Regions from separate parts of the Sus scrofa genome. Here region 1 is linked to region 2. Evidence: chromatin contacts called from public HiChIP or PLAC-seq data. All regions are on one chromosome and are shown on one strand. The core of a region is the stretch at or near the end of the contact, and the rest is flanking DNA. Distances in the headings are between cores, read along the strand shown.

Region 1 (4,037 bases), core at 752-3,251, 77 kb before region 2:
TCTATGGTGGTGTCGTCCTCTGTGGTCCTGGGGTCTGTGGTGGTGTAGTCTTCTGTGGTCCCAGGTCTGTGATTGTATTGTCCTTGGGAGTCCTTGCATCTGCAGTGAAATGGCTCCCAGTGGTCTCTGGGTGTGCAGTGCCATAGTCCTCAGGAGTCCCTATCTCTGCCGTGGTGTGGACCTCAGTTGTGCCTGGACCAGGATCAGTGACATGGTGCTCCAGGCTCTCCATGTCATCGATAGAGTGTTTTCTTATCTCTGAGTCTTCAGGGCTGGTCACTGTGTCTTCAGTGGAAAAATTTTGGCTCGTTCCTACTCAAAAAAAGTCTTTTTTAATGTGGATCATTGATGGCCCACAATCATCTGCTCTGCTTAATATTTTTCATAAGTGTCTCCTCCTTTTAAATGACACGTCTCCGCATATAATGTGTTTGGATTTACTGAAAAAAATTTAAGGTAAAGTATAGTTGATTTATCACAATGTTGTGCCAATTTCTGCTGTATGGCAAAGTGACTCAGATACACACACACACACACACACACACACACACACACACACACACACACTTTTTAAATACTCTTTTCCAGCATGGCCAATCCCCAGGAGACTGGATATAGTTCATTGTTGTGTTTGGATTTATTTGAGTTAGGGATCATGTGATATTTTAGGAGTTCCTGTCGTGGCTCAGTGGTTAACGAATCCGACTAGGAACCATGAGGTTGCGGGTTCGATCTCTGGCTTTGTTCAGTGGGTTAAGGATCCAGCGTTGCCATGAGCTGTGGTGTAGGTTGCAGACACGGCTCGGATCCTGCATGGCTGTGGCTCTGGCGTAGGCCAGCGGCTACAGCTCCAATTCGAGCCCTAGCCTGGGAACCTCCATATGCCGCAGGTGCGGCCCTAGAAAAGACAAAAAAAAAAAAAAAAAAAGTATTGAAAAAAAAGGATCATCTGATATTTTAGATTTCATTCTGACAAAACATATTCCACAACACACATTACGGTATGGAGTATCCAGAGCTAAGCCATGTCCTTAGAAGGTCTTCTCACCCAACCTTTGTTTCTGTGCTGTACGGTTCTGGTCTTTTTCCATGGAAAAGTAAGTGTTTTCAGCAGTCCAGTATTCTGACTCCATGTTTGCACGTGCCGCCTCTCATCCAGTTACGCCTGGATCTCCATAAACAAGTGAGGCAGGAGCCACAATTCTTCTTGGAGATTGGATTCAGATCATGGCTGGGTATAGATGATTTAGCCTGAAGCAGCTCCTGGGCCAGATCTGGGGCTAAAGCAGCAAAATTGAAGGCAAGTGATATGAGGTGGTTTGAGGATAGGAGGCATTATAAGGGGCTGTGGGTATGATCTCGTTGGGGTTGACAGCAGCAGTGAACTGGGTATAAGTAGAAAGAAGACGTGAATCTTCTCCATCTCCCCCCACTCTCCCTGAAGGGCATCAGGACTGGCAGTATTTATTCTTTTTTTGTGCTGAGTTCATGGTAATGTGGACATGCCCGGGCCAGGGATCAAACTTGCGCCGCAGTGGTAACAATGCCACATCCTTAACCTGCTAGGCCACCAGGAAACACTGTGGGAGAGTATTTGCTCTTATGAATAAATGTAGCCTGCGTCACATGGTGTAAATTTTGGAGTTTGGGTTTCCTTTGCCCAAAGCAGTTCCCCTACCTGCTGCTGATTCCCCAAATTCCTCAAATAGGGCTCAGATCTTTCACTTCTCATGGAAGGTAACAGAAACTAAACTAAATAATCAAAAGCAGAGAATTTCCTTAAAAGAGGATGTGAGAAAGAGAACAAACTGGACCCTGGAAAGCTAATTCCCTATGGTGAGGAGCTGGGGCGGGTGCAGCATCCAGAGCTTCACAAGGGGGTCTCAGCTATTCCTCACCTCCACAGTCTGTGCCCGCCTGTGTCCTGAGAGGGTCCTTTCCCAGGGATCCTGACCCCTCCTCTCCAGATTGGGGAACCCTTGCACCTTTCTCTCCAAACATTGTTCATTCACCCACTACCAAATACCGCAGCAGCAGGAGAAGGGATGTGGCAGTGCATTTTCTTTTTCATCTCAAGACACTCCACATGGGCTAGAAGCCGGTTGTCTTTTTCTCCTTCCTTCTCTCCACTTGTAGCTTTCCTTCTTAAGCACAACGTGTCTGGGGTTTATGTGTGCTGCTCCCAGGGGAATCCAGGACGCCTGGGTCTTCCTTCCTTCTTTTGGGGAGGAACTGCCTGCTCCTGTACTTTCTATCAGTCAGGGAAGAGGAATCTCTTGCAGAGGAGCGGCAGGGCAGAGAGGGCTGCCGCGAGTGCAGGAGGAAAGCCGTCCCGCCCCAGCGTCTCAGAGATGAGAGGGGGCTTGGACTTCCTTTCCCGGAAGTGGGAGGGGTCTGGCGGCGGTGACAAGGCGAGTCTCTTCAGCCTGCCTGGGGGATAGTCGTGGAGTGAGAAGGACGAGGTGACAGAGGGCATGGAGCACCTTGGCACTTAACCGAAAGGAGGAGCGTCGATGAGGGGGGCAGAAACACCCAACCTCTCTGTCTTCAAAACCTCTCCCTTCTCCAGACATCCACCCAAATCCTTTTCAGTGGTTTCTCTCCCACCTGCAGAGTCACCTCCTTGCTCCTACTACTCCAGTGCCCTCACCCCCACCAAGATTTCCTCAATTACTAGAGAAATTAGTTCAAAGGTCTCATCAGGAGAGGTTGGAATAAGAGGACCCGTACTTCTCCCTTTTCTGACTTCCATCCCTGCCTCCTTTAGCGTCCAGAACATTATTGAGGCTTGTTTTCGTTCAGGGGTAGGAAATTTCCTGCCATTTGTGGGGCTTCTCTCTTTGCCAGTATCCTTTTTTTTTTTTTTTTTTTTTTTTTTTTGGATGCACCCGCAGCATGCAGAAGTTCCCAGGCTAGGAAACCTGAACCACAGCTGTGACAACCACTAGGCCACCAGGGAACTCCTCCAGTGTTTTCTTAAATAGAAGAGGAACTCAGGAATTATAGAAGGGCTTGGGCAATGGTCCCTTCTCAGATTGCAGCTGATTCTGTGAAAGTCAACTTATTGAATGGACGGTTTACAAAACTTAACTGGTTATTTCAACTACTAATTTTGTTTGAATGAATTAAATATTTTCAAGAAGAATATTATTTAGATATATTAAGAATTCATACATAGGAGTTTCATTGTGGCTCGGTGGTAACGAAGCCAACTAGTATCCATGAGGACACAGGTTAGTGGGTTAATCCTCAGTCAGTGGGTTAAGGATCTAACATTGCTGTGAGCTGTGGTGTAGGTCAAAGACACGGCTCAGATCAGGCATTGGTGTGGTTGTGGCATAGGCTGGTGGCTACAGCTCTGATTTGACCCTTAGCCTGGGAATTTCCATATGCCTTGGGTGCAGCCCTAAAAAAAAAGATTAAAAAAAAGAATTCAGGAGTTCCCGTCGTGGCGCAGTGGTTAACGAATCCGACTAGGAACCATGAGGTTGCGGGTTCGATCCCTGGCCTTGCTCAGTGGGTTAACGATCTGGCGTTGCCATGAGCTGTGGTGTAGGTTGCAGACGCGGCTCGGATCCTGCGTTGCTGCGGCTCTGGCGTAGGCTGGTGGCCACAGCTCCGATTGGACCCCTAGCCTGGGAACCTCCATATGCCGCGGGAGCGGCCCAAGAAATAGCAAAAAAAAAAAAAAAAAAGACAAAAAAAAAAAAAAAAAGAATTCATATATATTTTGGAGTTCTCTGGTGGGTCAGTGGGTTAAGGGTCTGGCATTGTCACCACTGTGGAATGGGTTCGATGCACAGCCCGGGAAATTTTGCATGCTGCAGGCACAACCAAAAAGAGAATTCCTATGTATTTCATATAACCAATGAATATATTTTAAAGGACTGTCATAAGGAAAAGATGTTATTTTTTTTAAGTCAAGAGGTACAATTTGCATATAGTAAAATTCACCTTTTTTCTGTAGCCTCAGATCTTTGAGGCTTTTTTGTTTTATTTTAAAACTTTTTATTTTGAGATAATTTTAGATTATAGGA
Region 2 (4,129 bases), core at 606-3,105:
CCGGGTGCTGGAGTGAGTTTGGCATTGATCTAGCCTCTCGAAGCCAATGGAGACAGATAAACCCAGAATGGGGCCTTCTAGGACAATGAAAGAAGCATAAAAGTTCTGCGGTAACAGGGGAAGAAGCAGCTGATTTGTGAGAAACCCAAAGAAGCTTTACAGAGAAAATGGCATGTGATAACAGACCTGGAAGAAAGAGGGTAATTTCAAGTGGATGGGAAGTGGGAATAAGTGAAGAGGAGAGACGATGAAATCTAAACACAGGAAACAGGATAAAGGGAGAAGAAAAATTCACACATATATACATGCACATACATAAATACTTTTCAGTGTATACAACGTGCACGCGCACGCACACACACACACACACACCCCAAGCTCGGAGACCCCACCAAATGCTCCCAGAGCTTACGTCACCATGGGAAGTTAGGACTGAATGAGAAGAGCCTCGCCTACGCGTTAGGGGAGAGGGGCTGGAAAGCCAGGACCCAAACCTGTGGCATTGGCCCCTCCCGCCCCGCCCACCATACTCACTCCTCCTTCCACTTCCACACCTCCCTAAGGAAGTCTTCTCGGCTCAGCTCACGTCTCCTCAGCCCTCGTTCCTTCCACAGCTTTTTCTCCACCACAGCCTACAGTAAGATGAGGGCGCAGAGAATCGGGTCACTTTGGGGGAAGAAAGCTCTTTCACCCAAGAAAAGGGAAAAGTGGCAAAAAACATACTTGAGTAGCAATCCCTGCATGATCTGAGCCAGGGACCCACAGCACCCGATCCCCACGCATCCGGTGCCTGCAAAAGAAATAACCTCACATGAATCCCTGGCCTTACCTGTTTATCCTTCGCACACTTTCTCCTTCCCCTCCAGAACTCAAGTAGCCCATTCTCCTCTCACCAGCGCACGAGGGCATCCTGTATGGCCACCGTCAGGGCGTGCCCGATGTGCAGGGAGCCAGTGACGTTAGGGGGTGGGATACACATGGAAAAGGTCTCCCCTGTAGCCTGAGGCAGCCTGGTCTAGAAGCAAGGAGAAAAGTCAGAGAGGGCTGGATGTTCCCTGGAGAAATAGCACCCTCTGGTGTCTGCAAGGCAGAAAGAAATGCAGAAAAAATAAGCAAATTAATAAGGAAGGGAAAAACCTACAGAGAACAATTGTGGAGACACCAACTCCACCAGCCATTTCGCCTTGTGGACCACTTAGCACTCCTCCCTGCTGGGTACTAACCTGATATTCTGGTTTGAAGAAGCCCTCTCGCACCCACCATGGGTACCAGGCAGCCTCAACATACCGGGGGCTGTATGCAGGAGGCAGGGGCCGGGAGACATCTATGGCGACAGACAAGAGCTCCACTAACTCCTGGATTTTGTTCCCAGGTTGCATTTCAGCAAACCAAAGAGGCGATAAAATTGTGAGGGAAGAGGCCTTCCAGTTCTTAATTACCTTTCTTTTCACCGTGTTCCGTGGGGATTTCATACAACACTATCTCCTTAGGAGTCCAGGCCTTAGTGGATTCTGCAGGTGGCTGGGGAGAGAAGCGACCAGAAAAGGGGTTGCAACTCCAGTGTACCCCAGGCATAAGGAATCCAGCCAGTCTCTCCTCCAGCTCCCTCCCAAGCCCCCTCAGAGAACCAAGGACACGCTATCTGACTCCTAACCTTGCCCTTTGCTGCTATGCCAGTCTCCAGCGCCGCCTGCTTCTCTCGCAGGCGCTTCTGTTTGGCTTCACGGTTTCTCCGTGAGATGGGTGATCCATGGGGCTCTGACTGAGTGGAAAGGGAATGGGACCTGGGGAAGCACCGTGTGGGCCTCAGTCCCCTAAGCGGTGGTCGAAAGGAAGCCAGAGGCAAGTGAGGCATCAGGAGTGCTTGCAAAGGGGCCAGGATCTGTTCCAGACAGAGCACATTAGAAGGTATGGGTGTGAGAAAAGGTCACACCTCCTGTTACACCCTATTCCTTACTTCCCGTCTCCTTGGTCTGTCAAATATCGACCCCACCCCACATAACCCATTCCTCCGTGAGGACTAGTGTGCATGGTGTCGACAGGGTCCTGGAGTCATAGAGATCAAGGCTCTTCTGGGACAGGGTCGGAGTCTCAGGCCTTCAACCTGTTTATCTGCGACGTGGGGGAAACAGAGATGCGGACAGAGGCAGGGAAAGGATTCAGGGATTCGCGGAGTTGATAGACATCGGCGTTCCCAAGAGCCGGCAAGGAGTCCCTCCAGGGTCACTGCGAACTCTGTCCTCCCACGAGGCCGTCCGCACTGCCCCCGGCCCAGCTCACTGCCCTGCCTTCCCGCCAGTCACCGCGTGGGCCCCGGCCCCGCAGCGCTTCCCACTCCTACGCGCGCGCTCACCGGGTGGGCCGGCTGCTATCCCAGGGCGCCCCGCGGCAGGGGCGGCAGAGGCTGGGGCTCCGAAGAAGCCGAAGCCGGAACGCGATCCGCAAGCCGCGCGGCGCAGGGAGGCGGGGCCCTGATGGGGCGCAGGCGCGGCCGCTGGCCTCGGCCCCACCTCCTCCCCCTCCCAGTCCAATGGCTGCCGACGAGGAGAAGAGAGGAGCGCGTCTTCCGCGAAGAGACGCCTCCCGGCTAAGCGCCCCGGGTCGCGTGGTTCATTTTCACAATTTTATTAAACAAGAAGAGTCTTGACGTGTGAATAAAAAATACCCCTGAGTTCTGAGGCGGCGTCCGCCTCCAAGCGGCCCGCCGTCACGGTACTGTCACAGTACTGTCCCGCCCGGTCCCGCAGTCTCAAGAGCTGTGCTTCTGCCGCTTCCAGAAGCGCTTGACGTCGCTGTGTCCCGCCGGGGTCACCACCATGAGCCGCTTTGCCGAGTTCTCGAACACTAGGACGCCCAGCTCCCGCGCGTGGGCCAGCAGCAGCTCAAAGTCCACTTGTGACAGGAACTGGTTATAGAGGACGCCTGGGGTCCGCAGGTCAGGAGCGGCGACGAGAGAGAGGTGAGAGCATGAGGTGAGGCGCGGGGCCCAGAGTCTGGGGCTGCCTCAGGGCAGCGGCCTGGGCTTGCCCCCCGCATTTACAAAGGAATCCTGTTTGCCTGTTCTAGGGCTCATCCTAACTCTAGTGTGATCCAGCCATATTCAGAAAGTCAATATAATACAATAAGAAAACCCATTAATGCTTATCAAACCAGGTATATTACTATGAATTATCCTTCGCCATTTCCCTCTTCTAGCTAATCCACATTGCACCGATTTGAAGCAGTTCATTTACTGCTGTCGACTCACCCCATAATAAACCCATGCAGTAAACACTGAGAAATGCATGAATAGCTTTTTCAGCTCATCAAGACTGAATTGTCCTTCCTCCGGCCAATGACCTAGAATCAACCACCAGAAGACACTCACCTTCAGTGAACCGTAGTCTGTCCCTTTCTAGCTCCCACAACCGAATCTGGTCTGTGATGGTGGGAGGCAGCACAGGTGTCTGCAGGGGCAAGGGATGGCTGTACAATCCAGGAATACCAGACAATCCCAACCCTCCTCTCTCCCCAGATCTGGATGCCCCCCTTCTCTTTTCCATCACTTCATCACGAGGTGCCAAGGGCTGTCAGCCTCCAGCAGCTTGGTACTTGTTCGTACCTGTTTAAGCATCACTGGGTGGGCCCTTGTCCTTAGGAAATGGATGATCTAGGAAAACAGACAAGAATTGGGATCAAGGGCTTCAAAATTAGGAAGGCTGGAAAGCTACCCAAGCTGTCACTCATAAAAACTCACAGGCACGTGCCTACCATTATTTCCACCTGTCCCAGTTCAGCTGTTGTCCCAAGCTGCTGTCCCCACTGGTGATGTCTGCTACTCTTCTGACACATTTGCCCTTTCCAAGGTATTTTTTTTTCTTTACAACAACATCATTTTTTGCACTCTTACTGCATGGCAGGCTCTGAGCCAAATGTTTTACCTCTTTCACTGAATCCTCCCAACAACCCTATGAGGTGAAAGCTGTCATTTCCATTTTCCAGTTGAGGAAACTGAGGCTCATAGAAGTGAAACTATGCCATTTATGCAACTAGGAAGTAGGGATGCTGAAACACAAGTCCCAAGATATAGCTTCTCCCTCCTCGTGTCTTCCCCTTGAGGGTCTACCTAGTCCCACATCAAGAGCCTTGA

The links. HiChIP or PLAC-seq counts read pairs in DNA pulled down with a chosen protein or histone mark.
Region 1: a contact with region 2 is called in an H3K27ac HiChIP or PLAC-seq map of alveolar macrophages. The contact joins the promoter of LOC110261739 here to the promoter of VARS2 in region 2. A contact is called at or near these places in 2 of 47 Hi-C or Micro-C datasets (alveolar macrophages and embryonic fibroblasts) and 1 of 2 datasets of contacts at active chromatin or transcription factors (alveolar macrophages).

The regions. Positions count from the first base shown.
Region 1 is chr7:23,479,770-23,483,806 of Sscrofa11.1, reverse strand. LOC110261739 (protein PBMUCL2-like) reads right to left here and starts at 2,001. Exons shown (of 3, transcript XM_021100032.1): 1 at 1,974-2,001; 2 at 1,918-1,971; 3 at 1-312. The coding sequence starts at 2,001. The coding sequence ends at 2.
Region 2 is chr7:23,402,749-23,406,877 of Sscrofa11.1, reverse strand. VARS2 (valyl-tRNA synthetase 2, mitochondrial) reads right to left here and starts at 1,855. Exons shown (of 29, transcript NM_001123214.1): 1 at 1,655-1,855; 2 at 1,440-1,521; 3 at 1,224-1,324; 4 at 894-1,015; 5 at 724-790; 6 at 535-632. The coding sequence starts at 1,855. It overlaps GTF2H4 (general transcription factor IIH subunit 4), which reads right to left. Exons shown (of 13, transcript NM_001123120.1): 11 at 3,602-3,649; 12 at 3,368-3,446; 13 at 2,750-2,922. The coding sequence ends at 2,750.